Regions from separate parts of the Mus musculus genome. Here regions 1, 3 and 4 are each linked to region 2. A link is a contact called in public Hi-C, capture Hi-C and promoter capture Hi-C data. All regions are on one chromosome and are shown on one strand. Each heading gives the region's core, a stretch centred on a gene start, on an enhancer-like site or on the middle of the called end of the contact. The rest is flanking DNA. Distances are from core to core; before and after follow the strand shown.

Region 1 (3,822 bases), core at 245-2,744, 360 kb before region 2:
GGGAGCCAGAGACGACCAGAATGTCTGCTGCTAGATAGTGCCTTTTAGACAGGAATAGGGAAGTCTCACCGGTCTAATCTCACCAACATAGTTGTCCAGACCTGTATAATGACATCACCGGCTGACATGCCAATACGGATGGGGAAAACTTTACAAGGTTTCACCCCCTTTAACATCCTTTAGCCTGTAGGCTAAGGCCACCCCTTCAAGCAGTGCTTTATAGTGATTGTACCAGCAGGGGGCGCCCGAGCACCACAGTTTCCGAAACAGAGTGTCAAACACCAGGTTTGACTTGTTACTGCCCCTTGGTACCTAGAAGGGCAAATATTGGGCGAAAGGAAAACAAGGCGTCTTTGGGGAGAATTTGTCCAGGGTGCAATCGTTTCTGGACTCGCGATAATGAGCGCTTTTCGTGCTTGTTCCTAGTCCCACACTGAGTTCTCCTGAGATCAGAGCCCCTCTCCTTCCCACACACTAGGGCAGGGGCGCCTCTCTTTGTGGCGCATGCCCCTACCCCACCCCCTTGCTGTGGTCTGTGGTCTTTCTAATCTTTTCTAGGCTGTTTCCCCTCCCCGCTCCCCCCTCCATCCCCCACCCCACCCCTACCCCGTGAAGAACACCACCAGTAACAGCCTTAGATAAACTGCTGCTGTGATAAAACACTTACCAAAAACAATCTAGGGAAGGCAAAGGTTTGTTTCAGTTTATAGTTTATAGGCTGTTGTTGAAAGAATCCAAGCCAAGAACTCAAGGTGAGAACCTGGAAGGCAGATTCAACCCTCTCTTCTTGGGCACAAACACACACACACACACACACACACACACACACGCTTGTACACATACAAAATACACCTAATTAAAAAAATATTTTTTTAAACGAGAGAAGATAGCACACTCCACCAGAGGCACCTTACCCTGTTCTGTTTACACTAATTAAGTCTATGTGGTGTTAAGCATTTAGAGTTCAAAGAAAGATTAAAACGCAGTGCCTGTGCTCTAGAGCAACAGCAAGGACAGATGAGGTGCTTGTGAGTTACCGTGTGGGTGCTGGGGACAGAACCAGGGTTGTCCCTGAGGACACTGTCCTGGTAATCCAGGCAGGTCACAGGGCCACCTGTTTGGTCTGCATGTGGTACACAGATTACATGCAGGTAAAAGCATACGTGCACACAGACAAGATGGTAATGGCACCAAGTGTCTGTCTCATTACATACGGCCACCGCCGCCACCTCTTGTTATGGCAATGCCTCGGGTGGAATCATTCTTTCTGCAGAAGTCTCTGCTCTCCTGATCATAGCCTTAAGCGGAGGTGGCGGATAGCTCAGTATTCGGGTGCTCCTCGAGCATGCGTGAGACCCTGGGTTCTGTCTCCAGCACACATATTACCCCTACCACCAACAAAACAGTTAAACCTGTGTTTCTCATCGCAGGACCGTTCTGGATAAGCTCCTCCCAGAGATATTTAAACCAGGGTCAGCTGCCCTTGCACAGGGCCAGCATGTGTGTTCAGCAAACACAACCCATGAGGAGGAATTAGCTCACTCGCTCGATGAGAGCGGACCACAGGCAGGGCAGAACACTGCCTCCAGTCCAGGATCAGCCATGGACATGGTGAAGGTCAATTCCATGGACTTCGGAGAATTTGTGGATGTGTTTGGGAACATTGTTGAGAAATGCCCTCTGATTGCCGCTGCTGTCTGGTCCCAGCGTCCATTCTCTGGCTTGGAAGACTTAGAAAATCACTTTTTTGCCTTTATTGATGCTCTCCCGAGATCAGGTAAGACTTCAGGACCGTGTGCGCGAAGTCATTTTCAATATTGTATATAAAAATATTTTAGATTACTTTAGCCTCCTTACTCAGTTATTTAGCCGGGATTATTAGAAGGATCAGTAGACATCCTTTCAAACGCTAGTCTCTTGAAGGTGGACACAAGAACATGGGGGCGGGATGGGCAAGGTAGCATGGATGGCCGAGGACAGCGGAGGCAGAGGGAGGACAATCTCTGAGGTCGAGACCAGCCTGATCTAGAGCGAGTTCCAGGACGGCCAGGGCTATTGGAGGTCAAGAATGGGAACAGGGCAAAGGCCTTGGTGACTCAGAAGCTGAAGGCCCACTTTGGCAATGCCCTGGATGAAAGAGAGGATAGCGAGGACCTCCCAGGGACCCCAGAGAGGAACGGGAAGCGCTGAGCGATTTTCAAAAAAAAAGGGCCGGTTTGGACCAGACAAGGATGCATTCATTTAGATCCCAAGACTCTTTGCAGAGAGAAGTAAAATGGGAGCAAAGCAATGTTTTCTGGGGAGAGTGGGCCACAGGGTGGGGAGAAGAGGGGGTAGAGGTTTATTCAGGATGGCACAGCGGCCGAAGGTCCAAAGGTACATAGTCCCTGTTCATAGGCTACTATGGGTTCTGAGAATAAACCCGACATGCCCTTGGGGAACAAAGTCAGAGGGTAGGAGTCACCTGCCCTTGAGACTGTTCTTAGTCTTCGGTCAGGAGGGTGGTCTCAGGACAGAGCAGGCACTCGCAGCTGCGTTCAGTATGGCTGTGACACTCTGTGGATTCTCAGACTCCTCTGTATGGCTGCCTATGAGAACTTACAGAGGAAGAGCACAGGTCCAGGTTATAAAATCAAGCTGAGGACTGGAGAGATGGCTCAGCAGTTAGGAGCACTGGCTGCTCTTCCAGTGGACTGGAGATCAATTTTAAGCACACATTCCCCACCCCCCAAAGATGCTCGCAAAGGCGTCTAACTCCAGGATCTGGTGTCCTGCTCTGGCCTCCGTAAACACCAAGGACACATGTGATGTGCAGACATACATGCAAACAAAACACTCAAATATGTGAAATTTAAGTGTGTGTGTGTGTGTGTGTGTGTGTGTGTGTGTGTCTATCTGTCTGTCTATCTGTATGTATGTTTGCAAATCAACTAATCAACTCAGGGTCTTTCTTGCTTATCCTGGGCACTCTACCACTAAGATGTACTCAATCTTTTTCACAATGTTTCTAGAACAGAGAGAGAGAGAAGAGGAGAGGAGAGGAGAGGAGAGGAGAGGAGAGGAGAGGAGAGGAGAGGAGAGGAGAGGAGAGGAGAGGAGAGGAGAGGAGAGGAGAGTCTCAATGTATTTGAAGGGTCATTTAAAAATCCTTAATGGGAAGTGGTGGTGAACACTGAGAAGGCAGAGGCAGGCAGATTTCTGAGTTCAAGAACAGCCTGTTTTACAGACTGAGTTCCAGGACAGCCAGGGCGCTCTCTATACAGAGAAACCGTGTCTTGAAAACAAAAACAAACAAACAAAAATCCAACATGCCTGTGCATGCCAAGTGTACCACATACACGCAGATGCCTACAGAGCCAGAGGAGGGCGGCAGATTCCCCTGAAACTGGAGTTATGGGCAGATGTGAACCATCTGATGTGTGTGCTGGGAGCTGAAGCCAGGCCCTCTGCAAGAACAGCAAGTGTTCATCACCACTGAGCCGTCTCTCCAGCTCGATCCAAAGGCTTTTGAAGAAAGTAAGCACACTAGGCTTTTCTAGATTATCTAAAACAAAATCTAGAAAGATGCGCGTGTGCATGCACATGTGGTATGTGTGATGTGTGAATGTATGCGCATGCATAGGGGTGGGGTGCTGATTTCTTCAACTGAGGTTTCCTCTTGACAGATGACTTTGGTTTGTGCCAAATCGACCAAAAGGAACCAGCGTGTGTGCGTGTGCGTGTGCGTGTGTGTGACATGGAACTCTTCCTGGGTAAGGATTTGTTTGGATTATCTAAACAAACAAACAAAGGAGCGAAGAAACTTTCTCGCCGGACAGTGGT
Region 2 (3,760 bases), core at 734-3,233:
AAGACCCTGGTCCTAGTGGCCAGGAAGCTTGTCGTCTCCTGTTTGCCTTCAGATCAAGATGTAGAACCCTCAGCTCCTTCTCCAGGGCCATGCTTGCCTGCAGGCTGCCGTGCTTCCTGCCATGATGATAACGGACTGAACCTCTGAACCTGTAAGGCAGCCCCAATGAAACCTTGTAGCTTATAAGAGTTCTTGGTCATTGTCACTGAATTATTTCCCCAGTCCCCTTCATTCTCTTTAAAAATCTTCTTAAAATCATTTTTATTTATGTTTATGTATGTATACGTGTGCCCATATCTCTGTGTGTACACCATGTGCGTGCAAGCACCTTTTAGGTAGTAAGAGGCCACTGGGGTTCTTGGAACTGGAGTTACAGGCAGTTCTGCATGCTGGGAACAGGATCCAGCCTCTCTGAAAGAGCAACACCCTCTTAACCACTGAACTATCATCCCTCCACTGAGCTATCATCCCTCCACTGAGCTATCATCCCTCCACTGAGCTATCCCTCCAGACTTCTTTTTACATTCTTGATTCTGATCAGGGTGTAATGATGGGACGAGTCATGTATCTTCTCCATGTTCAGTCTCCTCATCTATAAAATGGGCAATGATGGGGCTGGAGAGATGATGGCTCAGCGGTTAAGAGCACTGTTCTTCCGAAGGTCCTGAGTTCAAATCCCAGCAACCACATGATGGTTCACAACCATCCGTAATGAGATCTGATGCCCTCTTTTGGGGTGTCTGAAGTGTACTTATATATAATGAATAAATAAATCTTTTTAAAAATGGGTAGTGATGGCAGTGTATCATGAGGGTGTCTTGAGGATTAAACTAACTCAATACAGGCTAAGTGTTTAGAACTGTGGTGCTTATGGAAACTTTATCACAAATGTGAGCACTTACAACTGTTATGGACCTGTCTATCCAAGAGGTGGTCTCCACACTTTATTTGCACAACTATGCTTCTATCGTCCCATGGAGGACTAATGCTGGCAGAATAAAAAGTATCTGTAATTCTTCATTTCACTTAGGAATGGCTGACATGCAGAGCCCAGCCCTGGCCTTTGGATCATAAAGAATTGCTTCAGCTTTTGCCTGTCACAGATACAAGGCTCATGGGCCAGAGGCTGTGATCTGATGAAGAAAGGGAGACTTGGATGCGGCTCTAAAGCTATTTAAGGATGACCCAGGTTCCTCACCTGCAATAAAAGGATGGTATTTTGATGTACCAGTAATAGTTGCAATCAGATATTACCCTGATTGAGTTATTTGGTGAGGATTAAACAAGACAAGATGTATAAATTATATGTTATAGACACGTAGTCTGTAAATGAGGGACATTCAGCGGCTTCTCTAAGGAGTTCCCTGTTGAAGAATGGGGAAAAGCAGGGACTTAACGCCAAAGTAGGGGACAGTCAACAGCTTGGTAACAAGGGTGCAGGGCCCCAATAGCCTGAAAGTGCAACACCCAGGGGCTCGAAGTTTCTGACCATCCTCTTGCCTGACTCTGGCCAATGCGGTCAATCATCCCACATGTGGGTGGTCTGTTATGATTTCTCCCAGTTCTGACAGTAATCGAACCTGAATCCATCTCTTTTTCTCAGAAGAGAGCAATCTTGAGAGCGAGGGTTGCACCCTGCTACCCAGCTAGAGCTTCCACTAAACCAGATCCGCAGGTGGCAATAGTTTAACACCGCCCTGCAGTTGTCTAGCACTGTAGAAGGCATTATTCAACATTATTAATGTAACTGGCGGAAGCGATGCAGTGACTGTTCCAGGGACTCTATATTTTAGCGTTCACTTGGCCTTTGGAGCAGCAGGTTAGTAGCAAATCTCTCAGTTTCACTCAGGCCTGCTGCACGATTCTTTTTTTTTTTTTTTTTTTTTTTTTTTTTTTTGTCGGAGGGCTTTATTCCATTAGTGGAATCCGCAGGCCGCAGCTGCACCCTCCCTTTAAGGGACTCAGGAAGTTCCGCCTGCTACGGAAGCCGACGCGGTGCTCCGGCGGAGTCCAGGTACGGACCTGCTAGTTCTTCCTGCTCGCCTACCCCGGCCCAGGTAACGCTGAGGTGAGGGCTTGGCGACGGGGCTGAGGTGGGAATGCATGTCCTGGGAACATTCTGTGCAGAGAGCCCTCCGTGGACGTGGGGTGGCGGCAGCACCAGCCTTCGGAGTCGAGACCAGTTGCCGAGCTGCCAATAATCACTTGCTCGCCAGCCTAGCCAGTTTCGCTGTTTGTGTGCGCGCGCACGCTCCTTCCACGGATTTGGGGGGCAAGGTGGGGGCGTAGGACAACTGGCATCCTGGTGGCATGGCGTCCTGGTGGGCGTGTCTGCTGCGGACCCCTTGTGAGCGTTTTGGGATTTTTTTTTCCTTTAATTTTTGATGTTTTTGCAACAGGGTCTCACTATTTATCTCTGGCTGTCCTGAAACGCACTCGGTAGACCAGTCTGACCTCAAACCTATAGAAATCCTCCTGCCTCTACCTCCGAAGTGCTGGGATTAAAGGCGTGCACCGCTCGCCGTGTCAGGACTTTTGAAATTCCTTCCGGAATTGAAGGTGAGAGAATTCAGTCATAGGATGAAGCCAACGTCATTTTCGCAAAATATGGATTCTACTAGAACCCATCCTTTCCTTCGGGAGTGAATATAAGCCCTCAATATGTCAATGTGAGCTTGTGATTATGAAGTGTAACGATTCAGAAAAAAAGTAAAGAAATAAGTGGTAGAAATAAGCTCCCGTCAGGCCATATCCCGTCAGGAATAAAGCCTTATCCCTCGGAGGCAGAGGCAGAGGCAGGCTGATCTGTGAATTGGAGGCCAGCCTGGTCTCCATAGTGAGATCCTGTCTCAGAGAGAAGGAAAGAAAAAAGAAATCAGTATCATTAGGTTGAAGAGCTGCTCAGTAGGCAAGGCAGAGTTCAGTGTCTGGAACCTAAAGGTGGAAGGAGAAAACTCAGTCCACAAGGTTGTCCTTTGACCTCCACACTGGCACCATGGCATGGGTGCCCAGACACATCAGACAGACAGGCAGACAGACACACAAGCACCCTTACCCACTGAGCCATCTGGCTGGCCCTGAATCTTTGCTTAGTATTAGATAGTGTAGGCTGTGAGCATAGTCAACACGTTTCCGAGTTAACTGATACAGTTTCATAATTTTTAGTGTTGTGAAGGCTGCACTGATGAATAGTGTTAGTGTGTTTAGGCTCACTTTAGAAATTATTGGAACTCCCGTACTAATCACAAGCCATAATTTATTATTTATTATTACTGTTGTTGTTGATATTGTATTAGGAAACTCAAGTTTGGAACTCAAGTAGCAATTTTAAAAATAAAACATTGTAATACATTACAGCTTAGAGATACTCTAATTGGGTTCATACTGAAGAATGTTAGCAGAAAAGTATTGAAAGGTTTTTTTGTTTGTTTGTTTTTTGTTTTTGTTTTTTTTCGAGTCAGGGTTTCTCTGTGTAGCCCTCCTGTCCTGGAACTCTGTAGACCAAACTGCCCTTGAACTCAGAAATCCACCTGCCTCTGCCTCCCGAGTGCTGGGATTAAAGGTGTGCGCCACCACTGCCTGCCTGTATTAAAAGTTTTAAGAGCAGAAGACGGTGGGAACCATAAAACGTTGCAGTTGATATTCTGCTGGGGCCTTGAATTATCAAAACATGTGTGAGCTGTACTTGGCACTCATTGCCGTTTGAGACAGTGAGAACCTTGGAGATTTTGGTTTGACCAAAACTAGAGAAATAAGTAGA
Region 3 (3,759 bases), core at 239-2,738, 310 kb before region 2:
AGTGGAAGAGACTGAGGCCGACTTGATTCAGGACAGGGGTGAGAGACAGTTTCCAAAGAGCTGAAAGGTGAATGAGTGTGTTGAGGGCAAGGGATTAATCTTCAGGATGGAATCTGCTCCCCGGGTCTTCCCCCAGGTACTGGGGAGGCACTAGAAGCTGAAGTGAAGTCCCCAGACCACTCTTTGGAAAGCAGTTTGTGTCCTCAGGAACACAAACCTGTGTCCCCAAACCACACAGGCCTTTCCTGGTGTAGGAAAGGAAAGATACCTAACCTTAAAGAGACATCTTAAATGCCAACAACTGGCAGATTCTTCCAACTACTGCCCTCAGCTGCCTACTTTGCCAAGCCCTAATGAAAGACTATAGGGAACCTGTGCTCAGCTAGAGGAAGCCACGGGTGGGAATTAAAGTTAGAATCTGCTGGTGAGATGTTCAGAGTGCTCGATCTGACTTTTCTGGGGCTCAGTAGAACTCACCAGTAGGGATTATGAAGTTCTTTTAAGTCCAATTATTTATAAGCGGTTATTGCCATTAGCATTCATAGTCCTACTATAAGCCCTTCAGCCATTAAGCCCTTTCCAGGGGTTGTGAACCGACGAAGCACACGCAGGTGGGTTCGCTAAACCTTGCAGTCCTTCTGAAGTGGGGCCGGCTGGAGCTCTTTGCAGGTTTCTACAGGGAGAAGAGAGGGGTAGTCTGCCTCGAGTCCTGCTTGCTGATGGTCAGAAAGGATCCGCAAAGGATCCTGGTACCCAGATCTCACAGTCAGGAGGGGTCTCCAAAGTGTTCACCAAACATAGGAAAGGCTTTCTGCTTCCTCTGCTCAGATTTAACTCCCTGGCTTGTTCCTACCCTAGCCCAGAGCAGGAGTGGATAGCCAGAAAGAATCAATCTCCGGGGCTCTGCTTCGTGGTTCCTTGGCAAGGAACCCCCTTTAGGTGGAGGGTCTGTCTTTGGGCAGCCCAATGGCCAGGTCTCAGCGCCCTTTGGTCTTGGCCTTGAGAGGCCTCTGCTGCGGCCTACCTGCTCCAGCTGCTTGGAATTGCTCAGAGGTGGAGGATCTCCCCAGCAAGAGTTTGGGCCTGTTTTAAGTCAGGGTTTTTTGTTTTGTTTTGTTTTTTTTTTTTGTTTTGTTTTTTTTTTTTTTTTTTTGTTTTTTTCCTCGGTGAGAAAATGAACTAGCTAAAGGAGCCTTCCCCCTTCTTTTTCCACCCTTGAATCCTTGGTGAACCTCGTTACCCCCATACTCTCTCGGAGCTTTGCTTGGCTGCTCCTGGGATAGTGTCAGACCAGGCGCCTTAGGACCGGAGGACAACGTTGAGAATTCTCAGGGGATGGCAACTCCAGCGTCTTAACCCTTCGCTCCTGCTCCCGACAGTCAGTCGGAAAGCAAAAGAAAGAGCAGCTATTTGCAGTCCAGGTGTGACCAGAAGTGGCTGTAGACCGGAAGAGATAACATTGTGGAGCGGCGGGCACAGGCCCCCACACGAATTGGCTGCCAGCATCCGGCGGGAAGGGACCTAGGGCTTGCTCCGCTTCGCCTCTGCTGGAAGGAAGGACTTTATCACAAAGCAGGCGCCTAGGGCTAAGGAAAGCCAGGGTGTCTTGCTTCTTTGAGCCGGACAGCAGGGAGGAGGCCCCTTCTTCTGCATATTTGCTTCCTGGGACGCGGCTCCAGAGAGGACCCTTCAAACACGTTGGGTTGGTTCAAAAAGAATTGGCACCCCAGAGACCTCTGCCAACTGCCAGACTCCGAGAGAGTGAACCACCTGCCTTTCAACCCTCCCGGTGAGCACCTCGCGTTGGTACAGCCTCTCCCTGTTCACCCCCACCCCTCATCCTACTCCAGGGCCTACCTGGATGGACGCAATTTTCCTTTCCCTTCTTCCTGTGTTTCTCCTACTCCTACTGCCCCTAGGAGGCCCCGTTTCTCTAATAAGGCCACTAGGATAGAGCCGGGAAGTGAAGGGGCCTAGGGTTTCCAAGGGACTCCATCATCAGAGACATCTTGCATAACTTGCTTGGGGCCCTTGGGGTCCGGGAGTCCAGGTTCCTCTCTGCAGAAAGATCCAGAGAGTTCGGGAGTTCTGAGCCTGGCTAGGCCTCTTCTTTCTCCAGCGTGGGAGTTGGCTCCCAGGGTAAGAAAGGCTCAGGACAAGCGCAAGGAGGGAAGAGTGTTGAATGGAGAACAAGCTGCCAACATGAGTGGACTTACTGGCTTGCATAGACTTTATTCTAAGCCTGCATTATCCTTGCGGGTTTCAGAGGAACTTGTGAGAAAAGGCCCGGGGGAGTTCTTGAAGGCAGTAGCAGCCAAGTCCAGACTAGGGAAAGAGAAAGGGAGAAAGAGCCAGGCTTACCTGCCCACTGGCCTTTCCACGCGTGAGCTTTGGTGGATTTCATCCACGGGAAAGGGAGCTGGACGCGGTTGGGCTCTTCCAGGCCCCCAGGCTCGGTTCCATTCGGGAAAGGTCCGGGAGGTGGATGGGCGAGCCCGAGCTGAGCTGGAAGGTGGTGGTGGAGGTGAGCGCCAGCCGGGTCGTCGGAGGCGAGCGGGGGCACTTCGTATGGGGAGATGTCCGGAGGACTTCCCTGCTCCAGTGATCCCAGCGAGCTTGTAAACTGGGGTGGCGGCGGAGGTGGGGGCTGGCGGCCCATGTACAGGCACGCAGGGGGGTTAGCGCTGAACTCTGGCACCGGGCCCCTCTGGAATGCGCACGGGTCCTTGTAGAGCTGTGTGGCCGCGTAGTACTGCTCCTCACTGTTCATGGTGGCAGCCGGCACTTGGGGGCCAGCAGCCCCGGGTCGGAGCTACAAGCCAGGCCTTAGGCGCTGGGTGGCTCGCGGACTCTCTACGCCACCCCAGATCGCTTTGACAGTTCTCCACTGCTCTCCTGGGGAACCAGAGGCTGGCTGGGGACAAGCCGGCCGCCGTGCCATAGGCTCTGGGGCACCCCACGTGGTTTACCCTGGAGCCATCATTGGCCTGGAGGACTGCCTTAAGAAGGAGGCTTAGGTGCCCGCGAACACCTGCACTTGTTTCAATTTTCTCTCTCAGTCGCCTGATCCCTGCTTGCTGCTGTGGAGCTCTCCAAAACGGGGCGCACAAAAATACCAGAACCTTTACTCTTTACAAAACCGCTCCCAATGAGCTTAAAAAAAAAGTCTACATCTCCTCTTCCCCCTCGCTATGTTTTTTGTTTGTTTTTGGTTTTGTTTTAAGACAGGGGGTGGAGGTCTAATTTTGTAGCCTGGCTGGCCTGCAACTCAAGATGTAGTCCAGGCTGGCTTCAAACTCCTTTTCCTCCCCAGTTCTGGGGTTGCAGGTGTAAGGCACAGCGTCTAACTTTTAATTTTCTTGTATTTTTGTATAATGTATGTAAATATCAGCTCAATAATATGACTTGCAAAACGTTAGGGTGCAACTGTTGAAAAATACAGTTTTTGAGAAATGCTTGCAGAACTCAGCGCTGTAAGCCTGAAGCTGTCGTTTTTTGTTTTATTGCTCAAACTATCCCTTTATTTCGTTTTATTTTTATCTGTATCTGCGTTCCCTATACTTCTAGCCTTCTGACTGTTAGGTCTGGGGGGGGGGGAATCACAGTGGCTTATGTTTTTTCTTAAGTTGAAGTTATTAGATTTAATTTTGGGGATTGGAACTTATTTGATTAACTCAGAACACACTCCCAAATGTGCGGAAGGCACAGAGAAGTGTTGCCTTTGTGGTTGAGCAGTTGGGCAAGGGGTTGGCACCGGGT
Region 4 (3,691 bases), core at 256-2,755, 260 kb after region 2:
GGCAGACGGATTGTGAATTTTGGGTCAGCCTGGACTACATAGCAAGACCTTATGTAGTAATATAATAATAATAATAATAATAATAATAATAATAATAATAATAGCAACAACAACAACTCATCAATGAAACACTATACACAGCCAATACACAAAGATATCAAAGACATAATGTTGAATGATAAAAAGCCAGAGACTTAAGGGTACCCTGGCTGTGAATACGTTTATTTAACTTCTAAAACCAGATACCACAAATCTACAGCGCTAGACGTTCAGATAATACTTCTGTCGGAGCAAAAGGCTGAGGGGATTGACTGACTGAGTGTGGGAAGGGGATGGGGACACCAGGACACAGGAACGCTCTTCACCAACGATTGTCTGGCTGCTGCATGCACAAACATGTACACACACAACATTCTGTTAGAATGTGTGCATCTTACTATCCACATGACACCAATTTAGAAAGAAAGAAAGAAAGAAAGAAAGAAAGAAAGAAAGAAAGAGAGGGGGGAGGGAGGGAGAGAGAGAGAGAGAGAGAGAGACCATCCTTTTTAGCCACTGAGTAATATCACTGACTGGTTGTCTGCTGGTAGCATGGAACAAAGCCATAGGACAGATTCACCCAGGTACTCAATCAGCCCTTGGGCCTGGGTCAATGGGAGTGGCTATCTGCACATCTCATTTTAGCCCTAGATTTAAAAATTAATTACGTTTGTTTGTCTCCTAGGCACCACTCTTTAAAACAGTAACAATGTGGGCCAGAGAGATGGCTCAGTGGTTAAAAACACTGGCTGTTTTCACAGAGGATCTGGGTTGGGTTTCTGGCTCTCAGTTGGCACACAACCATATTAATCTCCAGATCCAGGGGGAATCTGATGCCCTCTTCTGGCCTCCTTGGGTACTGCATGCATGTGTTGCGCATAGCCACATACAGGCAAACATTCATACACGTAAAATAACCATCCCTTCATCGTACACATAAAATTGTACACATAAAACCACCCCTTCATCATACACATAATATAAAAATAATGATAAAAATCATTTTTAAAATTACAGCAATCTTTGTCCCAGCTGCCATGTGGCCCCTTTCCTAGTTTGGGGAAGGGGGCCTTCAGATTCCTTGAGAAATTCTCATTGCCCTGTGACTCTCTTACTTATGGTAGAAGTGGGGCCAGCCAGACCCTGCTGTCGTTAGCATCAGGTTGAATGGAGACGGAACGGAGCTCTGAGAGAGCTAGCTCCAGGAATGATCAATTCTCAGACATCCACTTTCCAGGAAGTGGAAGGCCTCTGGTCTGCCACGGGGCTGTGCTGGCTTGAGGGCCACTCGGGCTAAGCTGGGTATGGAAGATACTGATTACAAAGCCATTTGTAACCCGTGGTTGGGTAATATAACCATCCCTTCCTCAGCGTGCTGGCCACAGTTCTCTGCCAGGCCAGGAGTTATGGGTTTTTTATTGGTGCTACAGGGGTGATATTTGAGCAGCCTTAGCGCTTAGTCATTTCTGGTTATCAGTGAACTGTAATGTTTCAAACTGCCGGGGGGATGGTCAGAGATAAACTTGGGCCAGCTGCAGACTGAGTGGCGCCTGTGACTGGCTTCACGTGTGTTGTGGATACTCTTTCTATACATCTCTTTCCTCTTTCTCCTCCTCCTCCTCTACCCTTTCCTCCCCTCCTCCCCTTCTCCTTCTCCCCCTCCTCCTTCTCTACCACCAGCACCACCAACTCCCCCCTTCTTTTTAATAAGTTGTGGGATGATACATCATTTTTTTTAACCTAGACATATGTATAATGAAAAAAAAAACCCTCAGATGCAAAGGTGAGAGATGGTCCTATTGACAGCTGTTTCCTTCTTTGCTTTTCCTTCTCTCTTGCTTCTCAGTCATTTGGCCTAGAACAAGTGGATTTGGGGGACAGAATTGACCAGAAAAAAAAATTTTTAAGGCAGTCAGTTCAGGGCTGGAACAGGGCATGTCTCTTCAGATTTCTGAGCTCAAGGCCAGCCTGGTCTACAGAGTGAGTTCCAGGACAGCCAAGGATACACAGAGAAACCCTGTCTTGAAGCCCGCCACCCCCCCCCCCAAAAAAAAGAGAACCAAATAGACTTTGTAGCCACATCAGTCTCCTAGGTACATCACAAGGGCTGCAGGTACAGATGTTACATCGTATCCAAACAAGATGATCTCTGAGGTCCTCTAACTGCCCCGGGAAGCACACTGAAACGTCTCCAGGGGAATCTGCAGGGTAGCTCATGTTTGTGTCAGTTTGATCTCTAGCGAAGGGCATCTGGATCCTTCCTCGAGAAAACCGAGAAAACCATGGTGTGGCAGGTGAGGACCCTGAATGTCTTTAACGGCAGCACTTGAGAGGCAGAGGCAGGAGGATCTCTTTGAGTTTGAGTGCATCCTGCTCTACGTAGCATGTCCCAGACTATCAGGGGGTTACACAGTGAGACTCCCAAAGTCTTCCCCTTGACCTGCAGAGGTCTCTTATTTTATTTCAATGGTGTCTCTCACTTATGTACCTAGTAGTGCATTTGGTTGTAAGGGAGTGAGAAAAATTCCACTCTCTACAGTTAAAGGGGAAAGTCTGGCAGCTGCAAAGGGGGGAAGCAGGTCTCCAAGCAGGTCTCTGAACGTAGGGTACTGACAAGATCGTTGGACACTTTAAACCATTCATACCATTCCTGGGGCTTATGGGAACCCCTTAAACAGCACCTTTTCTCTTTGCCTTTACCCAAATAATATCTTAAAATAACCTCTGTTGCACCCCTAGTGCCAGGCTGAGTCTGAGTAGCCATCAAGGCAGACAGGCATCCAGCCATCAGGGATGGTGGTAAGCGGCTGGTTGGTGGGCTCACGTAATCACGAGACTCTCTTACCCCAGCAGTATCAGGCCGTTTCCTGGTGATATTTTTGACTTTTGGGGGATCTGTTGGAAGACTGGATTCACAGCTGTCTTCCATGTACTGTGCAAGACCTTAGTACTGGGAAACTTTTGGGTGCTGTCCTTTTGTTTAAGATGGTGGAAAGAAGCAACTCTGACCTCAGGTCATCCCAGATGTGCGATCTGACCAGGGTTCAAAACCGGCTGTGGGACTGGGGAGGCGACTCAGTCAAGAAAGTGTTTGCTATAAAAGTATGGGGGCCTGGGTTCGATCCCCAGTAGCCTAAGTAAAAGCTAGATGTGGGTGGATTCAGTTCCTGCAATCCCAGAGCTGGGTGGGGCAGAGACAGGAGGATGCCAGGAACTTGATCACCTGCTTTTCTAGCTGGGTGGGTGAGCTCCATGCTCAATAGGAAAGCCTGCCTTAGAAAATAAGATATATATGTAACATATGCACACACATGAACATTGACCCGCTACCTGCTGGCTCTAAAAGTCCCCTTGACTCCCCCTCAGAGCTCAGGGTCAAGGTTCCCCCCCCTCTTATTTGTATTTATTTCTTTACTGAGATAGAGACTCCCTAGGTAGTCCTGGATATACCAGACCTTGTGTGTAGATCAGGCTGGCCTCGAACTCATAGCAATCCGCCTGCCTCTAGCTCCCCAGTGCTGAGGTTAGAGGTGTGCGTGAGCCATGACAACCTGTGACAGCTGTGATGCTTTTGAAGCTCAGAGACTCTAGCTAAATCGTGGAGGGCTGAGACACGCAGAGTGGCTTCATCGGGGAAGACTTACCTGGGAGG

Evidence for each region. Promoter capture Hi-C pulls out the DNA fragments that hold promoters and counts their contacts. Hi-C and Micro-C count contacts between places; a contact is called where the count stands out from the background. Capture Hi-C pulls out chosen DNA fragments and counts their contacts.
Region 1: a capture Hi-C map of macrophages shows a contact between it and region 2, with 6 times the contacts expected there. The contact joins the promoter of Urad here to the promoter of Mtif3 in region 2. A contact is called at or near these places in 23 of 39 promoter capture datasets (the 3T3-L1 cell line, 3T3-L1-derived adipocytes, the C10 cell line and 15 more), 4 of 484 Hi-C or Micro-C datasets (B cells, bone marrow-derived macrophages, liver and 1 more), 19 of 115 datasets of contacts at active chromatin or transcription factors (the 230-238 cell line, T-cell acute lymphoblastic leukemia, bone marrow-derived macrophages and 14 more) and 4 of 9 other capture datasets (adipose tissue, liver, macrophages and 1 more).
Region 3: a promoter capture Hi-C map of hippocampal neurons shows a contact between it and region 2, with 6 times the contacts expected there. The contact joins the promoter of Plut here to the promoter of Mtif3 in region 2. A contact is called at or near these places in 25 of 39 promoter capture datasets (3T3-L1-derived adipocytes, the C10 cell line, the HPC-7 cell line and 15 more), 1 of 484 Hi-C or Micro-C datasets (nephron progenitors), 10 of 115 datasets of contacts at active chromatin or transcription factors (craniofacial prominence, embryonic basal ganglia, embryonic forebrain and 6 more) and 5 of 9 other capture datasets (adipose tissue, embryonic stem cells, liver and 2 more).
Region 4: a contact with region 2 is called in a Hi-C map of the G1E-ER4 cell line, with 2.5 times the contacts expected there. The contact joins the promoter of 4930573C15Rik here to the promoter of Mtif3 in region 2. A contact is called at or near these places in 17 of 39 promoter capture datasets (the 3T3-L1 cell line, 3T3-L1-derived adipocytes, the C10 cell line and 11 more), 2 of 484 Hi-C or Micro-C datasets (the Ba/F3 cell line and the G1E-ER4 cell line), 5 of 115 datasets of contacts at active chromatin or transcription factors (acute myeloid leukemia, embryonic limb bud, embryonic stem cells and 2 more) and 3 of 9 other capture datasets (adipose tissue, liver and pancreatic islet).

Annotation. Positions count from the first base shown.
Region 1 is chr5:147,320,112-147,323,933 of GRCm38.p6, reverse strand. It overlaps Urad (ureidoimidazoline (2-oxo-4-hydroxy-4-carboxy-5) decarboxylase), which reads left to right and starts at 1,494. Exons shown (of 2, transcript NM_001039678.2): 1 at 1,494-1,777. The coding sequence starts at 1,603.
Region 2 is chr5:146,962,020-146,965,779 of GRCm38.p6, reverse strand. It overlaps Mtif3 (mitochondrial translational initiation factor 3), which reads left to right and starts at 1,983. Exons shown (of 4, transcript NM_001256102.1): 1 at 1,983-2,057.
Region 3 is chr5:147,269,250-147,273,008 of GRCm38.p6, reverse strand. Plut (PDX1 associated lncRNA, upregulator of transcription) reads left to right here and starts at 1,488. Exons shown (of 6, transcript NR_038157.1): 1 at 1,488-1,789. It overlaps Pdx1 (pancreatic and duodenal homeobox 1), which reads right to left and starts at 2,912. Exons shown (of 2, transcript NM_008814.4): 1 at 2,362-2,912. The coding sequence starts at 2,770.
Region 4 is chr5:146,701,651-146,705,341 of GRCm38.p6, reverse strand. It overlaps 4930573C15Rik (a long non-coding RNA gene), which reads right to left and starts at 1,505. Exons shown (of 2, transcript XR_868703.2): 1 at 1,155-1,505.